4 separate regions of the Sus scrofa genome follow, and all the other regions are linked to region 1. A link is a contact called in public Hi-C, HiChIP or PLAC-seq and promoter capture Hi-C data. All regions are on one chromosome and are shown on one strand. Each heading gives the region's core, a stretch centred on a gene start, on an enhancer-like site or on the middle of the called end of the contact. The rest is flanking DNA. Distances are from core to core; before and after follow the strand shown. Region 1 holds the start of BMPR2 (bone morphogenetic protein receptor type 2). Region 2 holds the start of CDK15 (cyclin-dependent kinase 15). Region 3 holds the start of CYP20A1 (cytochrome P450, family 20, subfamily A, polypeptide 1). Region 4 holds the start of NBEAL1 (neurobeachin-like protein 1).

What was found. Promoter capture Hi-C pulls out the DNA fragments that hold promoters and counts their contacts. A called contact is a pair of places that touch in the nucleus more often than the background predicts. HiChIP or PLAC-seq counts read pairs in DNA pulled down with a chosen protein or histone mark.
Region 2: a contact with region 1 is called in a Hi-C map of skeletal muscle, with 2.8 times the contacts expected there. The contact joins the promoter of CDK15 here to the promoter of BMPR2 in region 1. A contact is called at or near these places in 3 of 47 Hi-C or Micro-C datasets (embryonic fibroblasts, heart right ventricle and skeletal muscle).
Region 3: a promoter capture Hi-C map of liver shows a contact between it and region 1, with 5 times the contacts expected there. The contact joins the promoter of CYP20A1 here to the promoter of BMPR2 in region 1. A contact is called at or near these places in 2 of 5 promoter capture datasets (fetal liver and liver) and 1 of 47 Hi-C or Micro-C datasets (heart right ventricle).
Region 4: a contact with region 1 is called in an H3K27ac HiChIP or PLAC-seq map of alveolar macrophages. The contact joins the promoter of NBEAL1 here to the promoter of BMPR2 in region 1. A contact is called at or near these places in 1 of 5 promoter capture datasets (liver) and 2 of 2 datasets of contacts at active chromatin or transcription factors (alveolar macrophages and skeletal muscle).

The regions. Positions count from the first base shown.
Region 1 is chr15:105,970,106-105,973,024 of Sscrofa11.1, forward strand. BMPR2 (bone morphogenetic protein receptor type 2) reads left to right here and starts at 1,472. Exons shown (of 13, transcript NM_001204900.1): 1 at 1,472-1,563. The coding sequence starts at 1,488.
Region 2 is chr15:105,399,852-105,402,551 of Sscrofa11.1, forward strand. It overlaps CDK15 (cyclin-dependent kinase 15), which reads left to right and starts at 1,319. Exons shown (of 14, transcript XM_021076193.1): 1 at 1,319-1,611. ALS2 (alsin) reads right to left here and starts at 1,301. Exons shown (of 34, transcript XM_021076185.1): 1 at 1,197-1,301.
Region 3 is chr15:106,695,369-106,698,068 of Sscrofa11.1, forward strand. CYP20A1 (cytochrome P450, family 20, subfamily A, polypeptide 1) reads left to right here and starts at 1,354. Exons shown (of 13, transcript NM_001315809.1): 1 at 1,354-1,545. The coding sequence starts at 1,474.
Region 4 is chr15:106,514,831-106,517,759 of Sscrofa11.1, forward strand. It overlaps NBEAL1 (neurobeachin-like protein 1), which reads left to right and starts at 1,452. Exons shown (of 55, transcript XM_021075109.1): 1 at 1,452-1,607; 2 at 2,474-2,757. The coding sequence starts at 2,707.

The DNA.
Region 1 (2,919 bases), core at 222-2,721:
GTGCGTGTGCGCGTATGTGCGTGAAGGAGAAAGGCCACCGTTGCCCATTGTGGGACGCCGGCCCCGCCCTGCCCTCGGTGGCTCGGGGGAGACACGCAGCATTAGGGCCTCGGAGTCCGCCTCTGCTAGCCCGGGAGCGAGGGGCGGGGCCGGGCGGGGTCGCGGGCGCGCAGGCGCAGTGCGGGCCTCGTCTCGCCGCCGCCGCAGCCGCCGCCGCTGCTGCCGCCGCCGCCCGCGCTGCACCACAGGCCCGAGACAGACAGGGCCGGGAAGAGCCGGAGACTGAGGAGGAGGCGGAGGCGGAGGAGGCGGAGGCGGGGCGACTCCGGTGACCGGGAGCGCCGCAGACTGGCAGCTGCGGCGACTCCCCCCTTTGTGTCTGGTCTGCTCGGAGCCACTGGAAGTGCTTCCCGGAGGGGCGCGGGGTGTCTCGCCGCCTTGCTGCCCACCCCCCTTTCCAGCCACCTACATCCGCCCTCCCGCCGCCCCCCGCCCTCGGCCCGCGACGCCTGAGCTCCGCCCGGAGCCTAGAGCTGCGGGAAAACGAGGCGGCGGCGGCGGCGGCGGCGGCGGCTTCCTCCGGAGGGTTGTGATTCGCTCACGGGAGCCATAGAAGACGAGGCTTTCACGGCAGAATTTACCCCAGGCAAGATGGAGCGGCAGCAGTAAAAAAGAGAGGAAGAAGTACACCGGAGAGGGCTAGAAAGGGCAGCCTCCCCGCACCTCCCCTCCGCCCGCTGTCTTGGGGAGCTCGGGGCCCGGCCTGCAGACCCCTCCCCTCCCCCGCTTCCCACCGCCCCTCAGCCCTCCGGCTGGGACCTGCCAGACCCTCGCAGGATTGTTCCGCGAAGACGTGAAGGCGGTGGGTTTGTCCATGGAGGCAGGCACCTTTTTCGATCCAGTCGAGGAAGAGGATTTGCTGTGCTCGAAATCGGAGTAAAGGAAGCACCGAAGCGAAACTTAAAAGGAATCTTGCCCTCCCGGAGCCACGGGCGATGCGCCTCCGGCTATCGGGCGCCGCCGCCCGCCCGGCTTTGCCCTTCCCGGCAGTCGGGAACTTGTTCTGATCCTTGGCGTCCCCATCGAATCCCGGCTCCCCACCCCTCGCCACTCTGGATATGTTTTCTCCCAGACCTGGATATTTTTTTGATATCGTGAAACTACGAGGGAAATAACTGCGGGGCTTTCTTCTTGTCTCCCTGCTTCTCCCCACGGACATGCCTTCAGTTTGGGGGGCCGAGGCACCCCCTCCTAGGCGAGCGAACTCCCCGAGCCGCGAGGGAGAGAAATGAAGGGAATTTCTGCTGCGGAATGAAAGCTCTGCAGCTCGGTCCTCTCATCTGCCATTTGTCCTTTCAAACTGCATTGTTTTTCGGGCTGGATAAGTCCGACGAGAGCGAGGACTAGCTTCTCGGCCGTCTTTCTCCGCCCGTGTTCACTTTCCATATTTATTTTCTCTGCTCTTCTGCTTCTCGACTGGCCCAGGGATGACTTCGTCGCTGCGGTGGCCCCGGCGGGTGCCCTCGCTGCTGTGGACCGTCCTGCTGGTCAGCGCTGCGGCCGGTGAGTAGCCCCGGGTGGCACGACCCGGCCACTTCCCCTGCGGGTGGCGAGGGAGGGAGCCTGCAGAGGCCGAGGCCTGCACCGGCCCTTCGCCACGCTTCCCCCGATCGCCTGGTACCTGCGCGCCTTTCCAGTCCTTCCAGGGAACTACCCTTCCATGTTGTCGTGTAGTTTCGAATCCCCACTCCTCGTATTCCCCACCCCCACACCTCCCACCCGCGGGGGGGAAAAAAGACACATTGGGTGTGGTATCTTGACATTTTTAGCTGTGAGGTAATGCCAGGATTAAAAATAATATTTTAATCACCAGTGGACAGTGTCTATTATGAGATCTTTGGAAACAGAACTGTAGGGTTTTTTTTTTTTTAATATAAAGAAGAGGATTTGGCTTACAGTAAAAACATTAAACTATGGAGCATACACTTGAACCTTATTTTTAGATTTAGATCGCTCTCTGGGAATCCATGTTACTTTCATTATTCCAAAACGTTCCCGAATAAATTGAATAAATGTTGAGGAACCCAGAACTGTGAAATTCTTAATACATTGTACAGTACTGTTAGTTGTTATTATCATTGGTATTATTTTATTTTGAAGGGTATAAGTAATTATGTTTTCATCTTTTCAATCTTGGACTCTTGTATTTTATCTGCTTTTAGAATTACTGTTGGGTTTAGAAGTATTTTCAGTAACTTTTCTTTTAGTCATCTGGCATCTGTTGGTTTTCCTGTCATTGACCTCACGTCAGACTTCTAGGAGATCTGAGTCCTGAAAGAAAGTTCTTTTGACATTTTGCTGAAGCTTAAAGGGAAATGGTAGTCATCCTTTCCTTAGGATATTTTGTCTTTAATTCTCAAACGCCTTAGTGCAAATCTCATGTTACGTTTGCAGTTAATTTTTCAAGCAGTCTTTTGGTGATTTGCTTTCAGAAATTTTGGGGAGTGATACATATAATTTTTAAATTTGGTTTAGTATGGCCAAATAGATTATATATTTTAAAATGAATGAAGAAAAAAATGGATGAGGGACAACATAACACCTTTCCAATTACTTTTTCTTAAGTGTAATTTTCACATTAATTTCTCACTGCTATGTTAGATGTGGAGATTGCTTGCTTATTTCCATTTAAAAAGTCTGCATTGGGAAAACACTGAAAGATAAATTGAACACTCCTTTTGTGTTTTTAATATTGTTGATTAGTGGCTATTATGTTTGTTATAGTTGTGTTAAAATAATTAGAACTTCTGAATTGAATGTATTTTGATGCTGATGTTTTAATATTTTTAACTGCCACAATTCCTTTTGGGGTAAAAAAGAATGATTTTTCTCTAGATTATTTTGCGTTAGTTATTTAAA
Region 2 (2,700 bases), core at 69-2,568, 570 kb before region 1:
GGAAACTGAGGTAGATAAGCAAACTTGCCCAAATTCAAAGATGTAAATGTATTTGATTGCAGGTCCAAAGCCTAGGATCTTCGCCACCATGCCTCTATTATTAAGATTAAAATACTGCAATTTACTGCAAAAGCAAATTCACTTTTTAAAATTCTTTGAGTATTCATTAACTCAAAGGTCAAGTGGTCACTTCAAATTATTTATATTTGTGATAAACCGAAAAAATACTGGACCAACAGGTTTGCTGAATTTCTGTACCTGTTCAGAATAAACACACATCACACAATTTTATTCTTCAAAGCCTTTTAAAAAATATTTACAACCACCAACAAATCCAAAAGGCACTAGACTAATGCTCTGCATTTTGTTCAACAGTTACTTCCTTTTCCATTCTCAACCAGAATGAGAATATTCTACTTGAATAGGCCACTTCAGCCTGGGTGTTTTTCCTTTTCCCCCATCAACAAAGCTCTAAGCAGTACACCACCACTTCTGCCAACCTACAGTTGTCTGCTTCCAAAATAGCCCTATTACCCAGAGGACCTATGCCAGCCTCAGGACCAGTTCCTCACGATAGCCCCTATATTATTTTCCTACCTTCACTTCTCAAAAGAACTTACCACCCTCTGCTGGATCACCTGACACGTCAAAAGACTTTGCTGAACTACTAATTCTTAACATCAAACTCATTTTCTTTTTCCTCAACAGCCCTTTCAAAGCATGGAAACCCTGGATCCACTCTCCACCACGATCTGCACCCAAGGGCAAACCCATCTGAGACTCTCACCAAGGTTCGCGGCCAAGGACCTCGGTTTATCTGCTCGGTGCCTAGAGTGGGCATTCAATACATCTTCCTGAATGAATGGGTGGAAAGCAGCGTGGGTGGAGGCGGGAAGGGGGGCGTGAAGGTATTTCACCAGGCTGAGATCTCTGAAGTGGCGCCCGGTCCTGGGAGGGAGGAACCGGAGCGAGTGAGAGAACCTGGGGCCGTCGGGTGCTCACAGACAGGCAGACGCAGTGGGTCAGACGCCGGCTTGAGAGAACGCCGGCGTCGTCTCCGTGGGTCGCCGCAGCGCCCTCCCGGGCCTCGGCCTGCGCCTCCGCCTTCCTCCCAGACCCGGCCTCTCGCACACTGGAGGCCCCGGCCGGTCAGCCATCGGAAACCACGGGCCAACCCGGGACCCGCGCTCGCTCACCTGACGCTCCACCGGCAGCACCACTGTCTGCATCCGGCGCGAGCCTGGCAGCCCGGCGGGTGCGTGAGATCAGCTGATTCACGGGGGGCGGGGCCTCCGGGCAGGGGCGGGGCTGCGGAGTGGAGAACGGGAGGGGGATCACCCCCGAAGTTGGGTGGGGTTAGATGGCAACGGCGTCTTGTAGGGATCAAAATTACTCAAGAGGCGTTAGGCACTGTGGGCAACGTTCCCAGGAGTGCTGCCTTTTCTTTAGGACCAGGCAGAGTATATATGCCTGGGATGCACTTGAGCAATGACGTAACATGGCGTCGCCGGGACCTAATTATCCGATCGCTTCCATGGTAACAGATGGTGAAGAGAGAGGTTGGGAGCTGCAGATATTTTGCTGCCACCTCAAACTGCAGGAGTCCGAACGGTAAGTTCGCTACTCTTGACAGTGAAAAGGCTAAAATGTCTTCAGACTTCTTCTATGGACTGTACCCTAAAGTAGTCACTTCCTCCCCCGGGAATGACGTCATCGCCACGCGGCGCCGTTAGCGCTAGTATCCACACTGATTTTGCTACTTAGTTGCGACCCCAGATGATGGAGTGTGGTAGGAGGGTATGAGATAGCTTCTCCTATGATCCCCACTGGACTCTTCCATATATAATCCGAGTAAAGCCAGTTTGCCCAGCACAGTTTCACGACGTCTGCTTGTTGGAGCCATAGCCCTACCCCGACTCAACTCTCACCCCCGAAGTCCCCTCATGAAGATTTTCCGAAGCCGCCACTCTTGGCCCATAGTGGGTGTAAACTCTACTGCTAGGCAGTGTGCCATCTCTGGGCCTGCAAACCCGTGTTCAGACCATCAGTGACAGATGTGCAGTCAGGGTCTGAAGCTCCTGTGCATACTGCATACATGGTTTAGTAGGTTCACCAACATCCTCAACTCAGTTGCCTCCTTGGCCCTCCATCACCTGCAAAACAGTTGTCCTGCAACGATTCAGCTAACCTTGTTCACTCTTGCACCAGTGCTGGAAATAACGTGGTCAGGCAGTCTTGCTAAGCCCCAAACTGTCCTTAACAGATTGCTACTCAGAATTTCTTCTATCCCCATTCCCTGCTATTCCCAACCCACACACTCCTAACTTTTTACCCAACTCTACCCACCCACCCTCTTTGGTAAAATTTTTAGAAATAAAAATACATTGCCTCCTACATTTCTGAGGAAAATGAGGCCACTAGGAATGAATTTCCTTAACTCCCACCAGCCACTGTTACAAACCCTACCTGCAACCCCAGCCTTCCTTTCCTTCTCCCTCTTTCTCCTTGTAAGTGCTCTGTCTCTCAAGATGAATCCCATCCAATCCCCTTAGAGGCATGCTCCATTACTTATCCCTTTTTGTGTGTTTTCAATCTCACTGTCTCTTGTTACTCTTCCTCTAAAGATGTAAGCCAGTTCCAGCATATCCTGTCTTTAATTTTTTTTTCCTTTATCCTCCTTTCTTTTGCAACCTACTTTTC
Region 3 (2,700 bases), core at 104-2,603, 730 kb after region 1:
TGCAACCTTCAGGAGTTCCCTGGTGACTTAGTGGGTTAAGGATCTGGCATTGTCACTGCTGTGGCAATGATTCCATCCATGGTCCAGAAACTTCTATGTGCCAGGGGAGCAGTAAAAAATGACACACACAAACACACACAAAACTGCAAAATGAAATCTGTAATGATTTCTCTTGCTGAACTGCTGCCTCCGTGTGACTTTAAATCTATAAAATCTATAATCTAAATTAAATCTATAAAATCTATTAATACTTTTAGGACATTTCCACTAAGTGGACACCAGTAAGTAGCAGGCCTTGAGTTATGTTATCCATGTCAAAACTTGGAGTCCCTTGAGACAGAAGAGGGATCCTAGGATATTTTTATGCTCTAGAAAATAGCCTAGGATTTTTGCTGTTGTTTGCAAAAGATATTGCACTATTCGTCATTTTTTTTTTTTTTTTTTGTCTTTTTGCCATTTCTTGGGCCATACCCGCGACATATGGAGGTTCCCAGGCTAGGGGTCTAATCGGAGCTGTAGCTGCCAGCCTACGCCAGAGCCACAGCAACGCGGGGATCCGAGCCGAGTCTGCAGCCTACACCACAGCTCATGGCAATGCCAGATCCTTAACCCACTGAGCAAGGCCAGGGATCGAACCTGCAACCTCATGGTTCCTAGTCGGATTCGTTAACCATTGAGCCACGACGGGAACTCCCGTCATTTGTTTTTTGATCTAAAAAAACAGTGAAACTTTTTGACACGCCCACCAGAAAAAACACATTCAAATAACATGGAAGAAAATGTCTCTGAATGTCTTTTTTCTATTTAACCGTCTTACACAGTTTATCTAACTGGCAATTCTGTAAACATAGGAGCTGTGCTAAATACTTTTCATAAAATATAAAATATCTAACTTAATCGTGTTTGACTCTAAGACGTTTCCATCAGTTTGGCTTAGGTCAGTGGTTCTCAATGCGTTTAATAGCGGTATTAAACCACAGATTGCTGTACCCCTCTCCCTCCCGCAGTGTCCGATTCTCTAGGTCTGTGATGGGATGGAGAATCTGCATTTTTACAAGTTCCCCAGTGATGCTGCCACTGGTGGTCCAGGGACCCCAGTATGAGAACGACGGGTTTAGTGGTTTTAATCAACCTTAAATTCTTAAACCTTAAAGTGCTGGTCGTGGAAGGGTGACGAGAAGTCCTAACGTTTTCTAGAAGCGGAGGTTCCCCTTCCCCAAGCAACCCCTTCCCGAGGTCGTGGGCGTGTCCTGGAGTCGTGCCCACTGGAACTCCGCCCCTGGGCGTGGCTCCGGCCCCCGGGCCGCTCCCGGGCGCCCAGTGGCCTCCTCGCCAGGCCCTGCGGGCCACGCCCTCAGCGGCCCTGGCGTTCGCACGTCCGGCGGGCCCTCCTCCCATTCCTCGGGTCTGGCCAGGCTGAGGCGCTGCTGTTCGGGCCGGGAAACCGAGACGTGGCTCCCGGGCGGAGGAACCATGTTGGACTTCGCGATCTTCGCGGTTACCTTCCTGCTGGCGTTGGTGGGAGCGGTGCTCTACCTCTACCCGGTAACGGCCGTCTCGGCCCTCACTGCCTTTCCCACATCCACGTCGCTCAGCCCGCAGCGGGCCGCAAGGGGCGGGCCCGAGGGAGGGCTTCCGCTCCCGCTCCCGCTCCCGCTCCGTCCACCACCGGCCCCGCGCGGGCCCCGTTTCCGAAGCACGTGATGCTTCGCAGGCGCGCGCTGCCCGCGTTGAGGATCAACCCGCGCGAGCGGTACGACCACCCTCAGAGGCAGAAACAGGCGTGCGGGCGGCTCAGATCTCTGCGCCCAGCATCGCCGCGTCATTCTTGGGGGGCAGGTCTGAAGTGCCCTGCTGGCTTTCGGTCGGTAACTCTGCCAACCCCAATTCCATTTTCTAGTGAGCCTGGGAGGAAACCAGGCTGCTTCACTCCTTTCTCCTTTCCGGAGGATTCCCCAAGTATTTCTTTCCTTGTGTCTTTCTGTTTGTCATTCCTGGAATCCAAATTCCTTTAGGGTGCAGATCGGGTCTTTCTCCTTGCAAGGCCTCACAGGCTACGGGGGTCCTGGAAATAGCTCTGAGCAGGGAGTTAACTGTGAGCTTCACTTGACTCTGAATCTGTTTTTTATCTCTTGGTCTCCTAGCCTTCTTGTCAACCTCGGAAGATGGTTCTGAAAACAAAATCATCTACAATGCAAGGTGGTGATTGTAGGAGAAGTTGTAAAGCAGCAGGACAGAGCCAAATATATCACTGACAATGACAGAACACCTCACATTATTTTCAGAGGTGGTAAATGGATTAGTTTGGAGTATTGCAACTAGACAATCTGAAACTTTCAGTGTATCTTTTTTTTTTTTCTGAAAAGTTAAAAATTCAGTTAACTCCAGATCTTGAATTTTTGACACTCTTCTAGTGACACTATTTGACCCTATTCTAGAAAGGGAAAACAGACAATATAAGCAAATAACATAGAGTTTGTTAGTGTTAAGTATTAGGGAGCTAAATAAATTTGGAAGTAGGTGCCATTGTAATTTTAGATGGTCAAGAGATAAGGAGAAATTTGAGCAGAGACCTGAAGGAGATGAAGGATCAGGCCACTCAGGTATCTGAGAAGCCATTTCAGGCAAAGAGAGCAAGTGCAGATCTTTAGGGGAAACATGTCTGGTGTGTTCCGGGAACACAAGGAGAGGGGTGTGGCT
Region 4 (2,929 bases), core at 202-2,701, 540 kb after region 1:
TGGCCCTTTTAAGTGGGATGGGAATCCACTGCAAAGTTTTGTGCAAAGGATGTAACATCTTATTTCTATGCTGAAAGGTCATTCTTGTTGCTATGTTGAGACTAATCCATGAGTGGGGTGAGTGTACAGGCAGAGGCAGAGAGACAAATGGGGAGGCTACTACAATAATCCATAAAAGATTTAGTAGTAACTCACATCCTGGTGGTAGTGGTGTAGAAAAATAGTTAGATGTGTTTTGAAGATACAGCTGAAAGGCTTAGTCTGAATGTGACATATATAAAAAAGACAGCGAGGATACTTGTTAGGTTCTAGGAGAATGAAGCAGCTAATTACTAAAACGGGGAATATGGCAACAAGGGTAATTTCTTCTCCTCCTGCCACTTCCAAAATTTTCACATGTCATTTCACAGGTCTGCTGGAGAACCAAGAGATTTTGAAAAGGCACAGTTTGCTAACAACTACCCCAAATTATTCAAAACTCTGCTACCTTAGGGAGCAATTGTAAAGGAATGAGTATGGCTGTTTTCCAACAAACTTTAAAAACAATGGAATTTGAATTTCATCTAATTTTCACATATCATGACATATTATTTTGATTTTTGTTAAGTTTTCAAGTAGGATGGTCTGCAAAACCTAAAATATTTTTTCTCTGTACACTTTGCCAGCTACTGATATTGATGGAAGGAAGATGGGACACTAGTGATGGTATACGGGATTTCATTATACTAGTTTACTTTTGTATACTGTTTGACATTTTTCACAATAAAAGTTTTTTAAAAATGTTTAGGTGTACTAATCTCATGCGTCTTTCCCCAACTCCTTAAGCACCTTTCCCCCTAAAGTGGTCTATAGCTAGTAAATGCAGTTGTTTTCCTTTCGTATCTTTTTTTTTTTTTTTTTTTTTTAAGAGCAAAGCCCTTTTAATTCTTTAGTAGTGATGAAACAAGCCCGTTGTGCTTGACACTCAGCGACAGCGGAAGTATGAGACACAAACACGATAAAGGATTTTGGGGTGCGTGTGGGAGCAATTGTCTGTTCTTACATTAGCGTACACTCTCAGGACCAATCCCCTTTTTACAAAAAGAAATCAAAATGAAATCCTCTTTAGTTATCACCGTAGGGTTCCCTGCCCTCCAATGATTCCCGGAAATGACGCCACGAGCCGAACGCTCTGTCTGCCCATCCCCGGCAGCAGCAACGGGTGGACGTAAGCACGTCGTCGGTCCTTAGTCTCGTTCAGCTCGGGGCCGACAGGAGCGCCCCACCGGGAACCGGCCGCCGGGTCTTCAGAAGCCGGGTCGACTGCGACTGCGCAGGTATGCTGGGGCGAGGCTTCAGGTCATCCCGCCCCTTCCCAGCCTTCGCAACCAATGAACAGCTAGTGCCCTGGGGCGGGTAAATCCTTAGAGGCCAGAATGATTAGCCGAGAGGAAAGCCCCTCCTCTGGCCCCCTCCCAGCCTCCCGCCCCGCCCCGTGCGGTCGCCGCCCCGCCTCCCTCTCCTGCCCGCCTGCTTAGCTGCGGGGTGACACGGGGCTTCGCTGGGGAAGGGGGGGGCAGGGAAGCAGATTAGACGGCCTGGCGGCGGCGGCAACACGACCCCCCAATGTGAGCGTGGTGAGGCGAGCGGGTCGTAGGGAAGAGGGGGCCGCGTGGCAGAAATGGGAGGGCCCAGGGTGTTTGGGGGTGAGGGCGCGGTAGAGAGGGGGGCGGCCGTGAGGGGGCGAGGTCGACCCGGATGCGGTCGAGAGGGCGTGGGTAGTGGGTCGCGGAACGCCAAGCTCGCGTTGCCCCTTTGCCAAAGCTTCTCTTGGCGGCTCGGCTCGCATTAAGTTTGCCTCCCTTTCTCGGTTGCCCGGGATGCGAGGAGGAAATTTAAAGGTCCCCAAAACACTCGGAGGTTTTCCCGAGGTGTTTTCCTTGCCGCGCCGGTGTTTTCCTTGTGCGCTCCTTAACTGGATGGAGAGGTAGCGAGGCCAGGTGGAAAGGTCGACTTTCACTCCCTGAGGATTGTTGCAACAAACAAACCAGAAATTCTTCCCCCTCCTCCCCACGCCCTGCCCTGCAACACAGCGACAAACATTCCCAAGAAGTTTTAAGAAGCAGCCTAGAGAATTCCAAGGGATTCTGTCTTTGAAATATGTCAGTATGTGTGCTTTTTCTTATGTTTATAGAAAATGTATGAGTGGGAACGGCGTTTTTGCTGCTTACTATCATTGGACACATTTTTTGTTATGAAAAATACTCATCTTTGAGTTCTGCCCAAGAGGATTCTGATTTTCTGTTGATGTGAAATATTGTATTAGCTGTGATGTTTTTCTGAAATACCAATTTCTGTGAAATCCGATCAGTTGTGAAAGCTTAGCCAGTTGTTTGTGGGCAGTGAAGAAAATAAATCTCTAGTTTTTATAAACCCATAATTGTTAATATGGCCTCTTGTTAAAGGGAATCTTGCATCTTTTTCTCTTTTACAGATTTATGTAATTGCCCAAAGACCACTGATGAATATATGTTGGAATAACTGCTGAAACTGAATCTTATTAACCAGAAAGCAGACCGTCCTTTGTTTCACTTCTTTTTGTTTTCCCTACTGCTTTGAGTTTTATTGTAACAGCTGAAAAACTTGGAAAATAAAATGAACATACTGTGGTCTTGAACACAATTTTTTTTTTTGAGGAAAAATTAAAGTGCCAGAGTGAAAGCCAGAATGGCATCCAGAGAGAGACTCTTCGAACTTTGGATGCTTTATTGTGCGAAGGTAACTACTTTTCTTTCTATTTCTAAGTTTTAAAATACTTTGTTATAAAAACTTTTGTAACTGCCATTATTAACATTTTATTTAATGGATAATATCATGTTTATTTATAGTAATGACCTCAAATGTAAAAACGCAGGATTTTCTGTTTTCTGCTTTTGCAAGTTCGAACACA